Linked DNA regions of Mus musculus: region 2 is linked to region 1. A link is a contact called in public Hi-C data. All regions are on one chromosome and are shown on one strand. Each heading gives the region's core, a stretch centred on a gene start, on an enhancer-like site or on the middle of the called end of the contact. The rest is flanking DNA. Distances are from core to core; before and after follow the strand shown. Region 1 has its middle 25 kb from the start of Cttnbp2. Region 2 has its middle 38 kb from the start of Lsm8.

Region 1 (2,826 bases), core at 186-2,685:
GGCCCTCTATTTTGTTCTATTGGTGCATATGCCTGTTTTTATCCCAGTACCACAAAGCCCCAAAATGAATTCCCAGCACCACAGGACATGTGTGTGGTGAAAACCCAGACCTGTCCTTCTAGCACTGGGAGATGGAGGCAGGGTGATCATAAGTTCAAGTTCATCCTGAGAGGCTAGCCTGGGCTACACAAGAGTCTTTCTTAAACCAAACAAACCCAACAAAATAATCAACAAATAAAAATATGGACTGTATGTACATAAATGTAACAACATAGTGGCTGTGTTTTAAAAACATAGGGGAGGTTTTAAAGACTGTAATGTGAATTGTGGCTTTACAATAATGGTACTCAACCCTTAAAGCAAACTCAAGTGTGCTTTATGGTAACCCGTTATATATACTGATATTTTAACATCACTTACAAGGTAGAAAACATTTCATTTGAACTATTATATTTAGTTATATCATACAGATTATTGACTTTATTGTGATTTTTGTTGTTGTGTTTTAGTCTGAATCTTAAGTAGCTCATGGTTGTCTTCAACATACTATGTAGCCAAGGCTAGCCTTGAACTACTGATCTTCTGCCTTCTCTTCCTCCTGAGTTACAGGTGTACACCATGCCTGGCTGGTTTTATTGTGTAAAGAGTAGTTGTTTCCTGGACAGTATAAACTATAAATCTTGTGAGCCATGAGGTAGTAATCTTGCTGATATTTCTTAAAACTGGCCTGTTAGCCAGGAATTTAAGCAGAGGTTGAGTTCTTAGGTAACCTGGGGATTAGATTACTCTAGGAAAGAATAAAAGTCTATGGGTTCCAGTGCTTGAGAGGAATAAAGAGAAAGTTATGTGAGGGTTCAAGGCCTGCCTGGGCTACAGAGGAGGGCATTATCTCAAAACCCAAAGCCTTAAGAAAAACCAGACAGTGCCAAGGCAAGAAAAGCCCTTTTTCTAGACCACTCTCAACCTGAGTTTTTTTTTTTTTTTTTTTTACAGTCTAGTTTGTTCTTTAGCCTTCAATTCCTGATAAAGTAAATTTTATTTACTCCCGAAGCTCTTTAGCATTTTCACACTCCACCCCTCCCCCCAGAACCAGTCATTTTCAGATTAACTTTCTCAAACGAAATACACATTATCCTCAGGCCAGAACAATTCCATCTTTAAACAAACTACCAAATAACATGAAAATGGATTTGAATGGTAGAGATTTCAGTCTGTGTGGGCTGTATAAGAGCAAAACAGAAATATGCTAATACAAATGTATTTAAAACACTGAAGACAAAATTTCTTTGCTGGTTTGAGATGGGGTGAAACATGAAGTTTGGCAACAGTCCTGGATCCTGTTCCTGCCCAAACTACTCAGCTCCCCTGGACTAGGACTTTACCTTGGGTCTCTCACATTTACCTCTGCATGGTCTAATTTTAGCAAGAATGCTGCTAAGTAAGTTTAAGCAGAATCTTCCTTTATATAACCCTTGATAGTCTCCACCCTACCCCCCAGGTGACAGCTGCTCATTTTGGTCTGCCATCATCAAATATCCTGTTAGGTCAGTTTAGACTATCTACCCCCGATGTACCCTCTTGGTAATTTTCTATTCAATTACCCTCCCCAGCTGCCCCTTGGGCATAAATCTTCATTTGTCTTTGTTGAAATCTGAGTTGAAATGAATGCCTTTTCTTTACTGCTGGACCACTGCAGTGTTCTTTTCAACGTTGGCACCAGTGCTACCTTAAGTAAAGCATTTCTTACTACCTTCCTTAAGTGCTGTGAAAAGTGTTTTGATTTACAGATTCTAGTCTTCATTTATGACACACCATTGGATAAACACAGACATGTTCTTGAAAGATACTGAGAATCTGGATTCAGAAGGTGGGGGCCTAGGGTTGTAGTCATTTTACATTGCAAGAACCAAGCAGGCAGAAGAAAAGATGAAAGAAGGCCTTCACAGAGCCTCACACCAGCCCTCGCTTGCTCAGCCTGCTTCTCATGGAGTGGGTAGGCACTCTGCTCTCATTGAGAAATAAACCATGCATCCTTTGAAGTTAGGTCACATCAATCAGAGGCTTGTATACACTGATTAACTGCCTTTCTCAGCAAGAAGGATGAGTTCTCTCAGCACAAAACAAACCAGTTCTTCATGTTGTGAATTAACCCGTTTATTGCCAAACGTTTTGTTTTGTTTTGATAATGAAAACGGAGAAATAACACGTCCTCAGTGGTGCCCGAATGGAAAAAATAAATAAACAAATATAATTATCTTTTGTGCACTCCTGTGATGGAAATCCTTCAGATCTTTGTCTAAGAACTCAAAGCACAGGGTCCACAGGTTGAAGAACTGGCTAAGTGGTGGCCTTTCTCTGTGTGCCCTTGGTGGCCATCTGAGAAATGCAAGCAATTAAGGTAGTGTGGGTTTGGAGGGTAAGTACATGCCTAATGTTTGGGAGAACTGTCTAATTTTCCATGTAGGACATGCAATCATAATGCTTTGTAAACTTAATGTGCCTGCAATTCACTGTGGGAGCTTATTAAATGACTAAAGTCCAAACTTGGTGTGTCTCATAGACCCTGAGATTCTGTATTTGTAACAATAACCTGGTTGATGTGGATGCTGCTGTTTCATGGACCACATTCTATAGAAATATGATGGCAAATGATGCTTAGTCTTAGCCATCCATTTGAACCAATGCTCTACACAATGTTATCTTCACATTCCATCATGTAATGCCTCTTCTATCTTTACATTTTTAAATATTTATTTCTACTGGGGAAGAAGGACAAGCCCATGAGAAGGACAACCTGAAGTAGTCAGAGCTCCTCTGCCACCACAT
Region 2 (3,042 bases), core at 422-2,921, 270 kb after region 1:
TTATGAGTCAGAGATGTGTCTGTGGGATGGCAACCCCATACATACCTCAATTGATATACTGTTTTCCTGCTGGAGGTGGGCTCTATAAGTTCCCTCTCCCTACCGGCAGGCATTTCATCTAAGGTCCCTCCCTTTGATTCCTGAGAGTCTCTCATGGACCAGGTCTCTGGTGCATTATGGAGGGTTCCTCCAACCTCCTATCTCCTGAGGTTGCCTGTTTCCATTCTTTCTGCTGGCCCTCAGGGCTTCAGTACTTTTCCCTTACCCAATACCAGATCAGGTTCCCCTTCCCTCCCCCCCCCACACTCTCCCTTCCCATCTAGTTCCCTTCCCTCCCTCCCTCTCCCTCCCTCCCTCTCCCTCCTTCCCTCTCTCCCTCCCTCCCCACTTCACTTGTGATTGCTTTCTTCTCTCCCCCAAGTGGGACTAAGGTGTCCTCACTTGGGTGCTTCATGTTGTTGACTTTTTTGTGTTCTGTGAACTATATCTCGGGTATTCTGTACTTTTTTCAACTATAACAGTTATCTAGAACTTTAAATTTATTTTTAAAAGATTCCTGGAGAATAAAATCTTGCAGACGTGATTAATACAATTATCCCTATCTTCTTCATGAGTTGAATCTTAATGCTTAGATGCCACTTTCAAGTGAGTTGGGCAAAGGCACAAATAGAGAAGACAAATATTGTTTGATAAGCCAATGGCAACTGCAGACTCTGTAAGGCATCCAAGCCAAGTGTCTTTATCAGCATCTTGAGTGTGGTAATACTTATTCTTGGAGGCTGTCCCAGAACTTCTACTTGCTTATAAACAACAAGCCAAGACAACAAGTTATCTCAATTTGCTAGCTAGGTGAACATATGAAAGTAGGACATCTTCTTGGGAAGTGTGCAACAAACTAGAACAACTCTGGGTTATATGATGCACATGTGTAAAAGGGAACTTTTCCACAATATTGACTTTGGGGATATTTTTCTGAGCAGAGTATCTGGTTCTAAGTGCTTTAACTTGTTTACCAGCTAACTAAGTTGTTGCTGAGCTACACAGCAAACTTCTGGGCTTATATCTATCTGCATGCTAGAACTAGTGCAGAATATTTAGTGGGGAACTTTGGTCTCTTGTAGATATTTTCCTAAAGTACCTTGTGGGAAAGAGCAGCAGAGCAGACTCCTGTAGCTGTGAACCTATCTGTATTGTCGAGCTTCCCATTGCCTTTGGTTCCAATTCTACCACATTTCAGCCTTTGTGATTTACTCCAGGGAACTATTATTCACTTTTTGGGGAAAAAAAAAGACGTATAAATTGTGAAAGGGACTAAATATTTTGATATAGTTCTTCAAATACATTTAAGTGATTTCAGATATGAAACCAAGCCTGACTGCACATCAACTGAAAGTCCTCCAAAAAATTTGCATAGGAACTTGTTCTACCAGTTGAACAATGGAAATATTTGCAGGGTAGGTGTCAGATGTCAGACCTCAGATTATCAAGTATATTTAAAGCCCAAACACACACACACAAATACAACTATCTACTTTCATAAGAGAATAATGTTCTGCCAAAGCTCGATTTTAGCTATCTTAAAGAAAAATATTGCATTCTCAATCTCCTCTATCTATTGAAAGATTGATGGCCTTCATTGCAAGAATAGTCCACACAGAATGACTCATGCCCTTCAGCCTGTTTTCCAAATAACAAAAGACTTAACTCCCATGAAATTTGTACACAGAGGCATGTATCCAATCCTCTAACTGTAAGTACACTCTTCTACTGAAACTGCAAGATGGCAATTTAATGTCAAACTTTCAGTCATCGTGTAGATCCTATGGTTATGAGAATCTAAGGCTCACCTGGTAGCTGCATTCTAGACAAACAAGGAGACAGAAATTAGTGAAAGATAAGAACACTGAAGAAACATTCCTGAAGAAAATAATGGAGAGTTTTGGATTCACCTCTAGGGGTGGCTGCCAGGGTGTAAAGGGCTTTTGTGGGGTGTGGGAGCTATAATGTATAAAATTCCATGCTTTAGATTGAGTGGGTAAAGATGACATCATTGAAAAGATGCTATTTGAGGAAAATATGGAAAAGACCACAGGAAAGATACAGACAGGCAAAGTGGAGAGAACAGTATGGTTAGACATCTTACAGGAAAAATTTCTAAAGTATTCAGAGTTGACACCATCATGGGTGGAGCTGAGGTGAGCAAAGGACTGTAGTTGACTATGCGGCTCCACTCAGGAGCATACAGGCCACAGAAGCAACAGAGCAGATGGGACAGGGTCCCCTCAGCCCTTGGTGCATCTTCCCTGCCAGAGGAGAGCTTGCTTATAGGAAGTGTCTGACCCTGGGACTCAGGTGAGGTCACCATTTTCTTTCCAGTGACTCTCTAAGGCTAGTACATTCAGGAGCTCACAGGCTGCAGAAGCGGCAGAGCAGCTGGGACATGGTCCTAGGGCCTACATCTATACCCAAGAGGTGGGGCTGTTTTGTGGCCCTCTGTGCACTCACTGGTCTTGCCAGGAGAGAGCTGGTCTCCCAGGAGTGCTGACACAGGCTTACAGACTCACAGGAGGAACAAACTCCAGCCAGAGACAAGAACATCTAACACCAGAGATTACCAGGTAGCAAAAGGCAAATGCAAAAATCTTACCAACAGAAACCAAGACTACTTGGCAACATCAGAACCCAGTATTCCCACTACAGCAAGTCCTGGATACTCCAACACACCGGAAAAACAAGATTCAGATTTAAAATCATATCTCATGATGCTGGTAGAGGATTTTAAGAAGGACATTAATAACTCCTCTAAAGAAATACAGGAGAACTCAGCTAAACAGGTAGAAGCCCTTAAAAAAGAAACACAAAAATCCCTTAAAGAATTACAAAACAAACAAACAAACAAACAAACAAAAAACCAAAAAACAAAACCAAACAGACAAACAAAAAAACAACTAAACAGATGAAGGAATTGAAAAATCCATTCAGGATCTAAAAATGGAAATAGGAACAATAAAGAAATCACAAAGGGAGACAACACTAGAGATA

What was found. A called contact is a pair of places that touch in the nucleus more often than the background predicts.
Region 2: a contact with region 1 is called in a Hi-C map of epidermal suprabasal cells, with 3 times the contacts expected there. The contact joins two enhancer-like sites. A contact is called at or near these places in 4 of 484 Hi-C or Micro-C datasets (the HPC-7 cell line, embryonic stem cells, epidermal suprabasal cells and 1 more).

The regions. Positions count from the first base shown.
Region 1 is chr6:18,538,601-18,541,426 of GRCm38.p6, forward strand. No RefSeq gene overlaps it. Among named protein-coding and RNA genes, the nearest start is that of Cttnbp2, 25 kb to the left of the region's middle. Within about 2 kb of position 1,436, at least 7 of the 459 cell types and tissues checked have an H3K27ac peak or open chromatin away from gene starts, as enhancers often do. A contact at or near this core is called in epidermal suprabasal cells, where this site is marked.
Region 2 is chr6:18,808,985-18,812,026 of GRCm38.p6, forward strand. No RefSeq gene overlaps it. Among named protein-coding and RNA genes, the nearest start is that of Lsm8, 38 kb to the right of the region's middle. Within about 2 kb of position 1,672, at least 6 of the 459 cell types and tissues checked have an H3K27ac peak or open chromatin away from gene starts, as enhancers often do. A contact at or near this core is called in epidermal suprabasal cells, where this site is marked.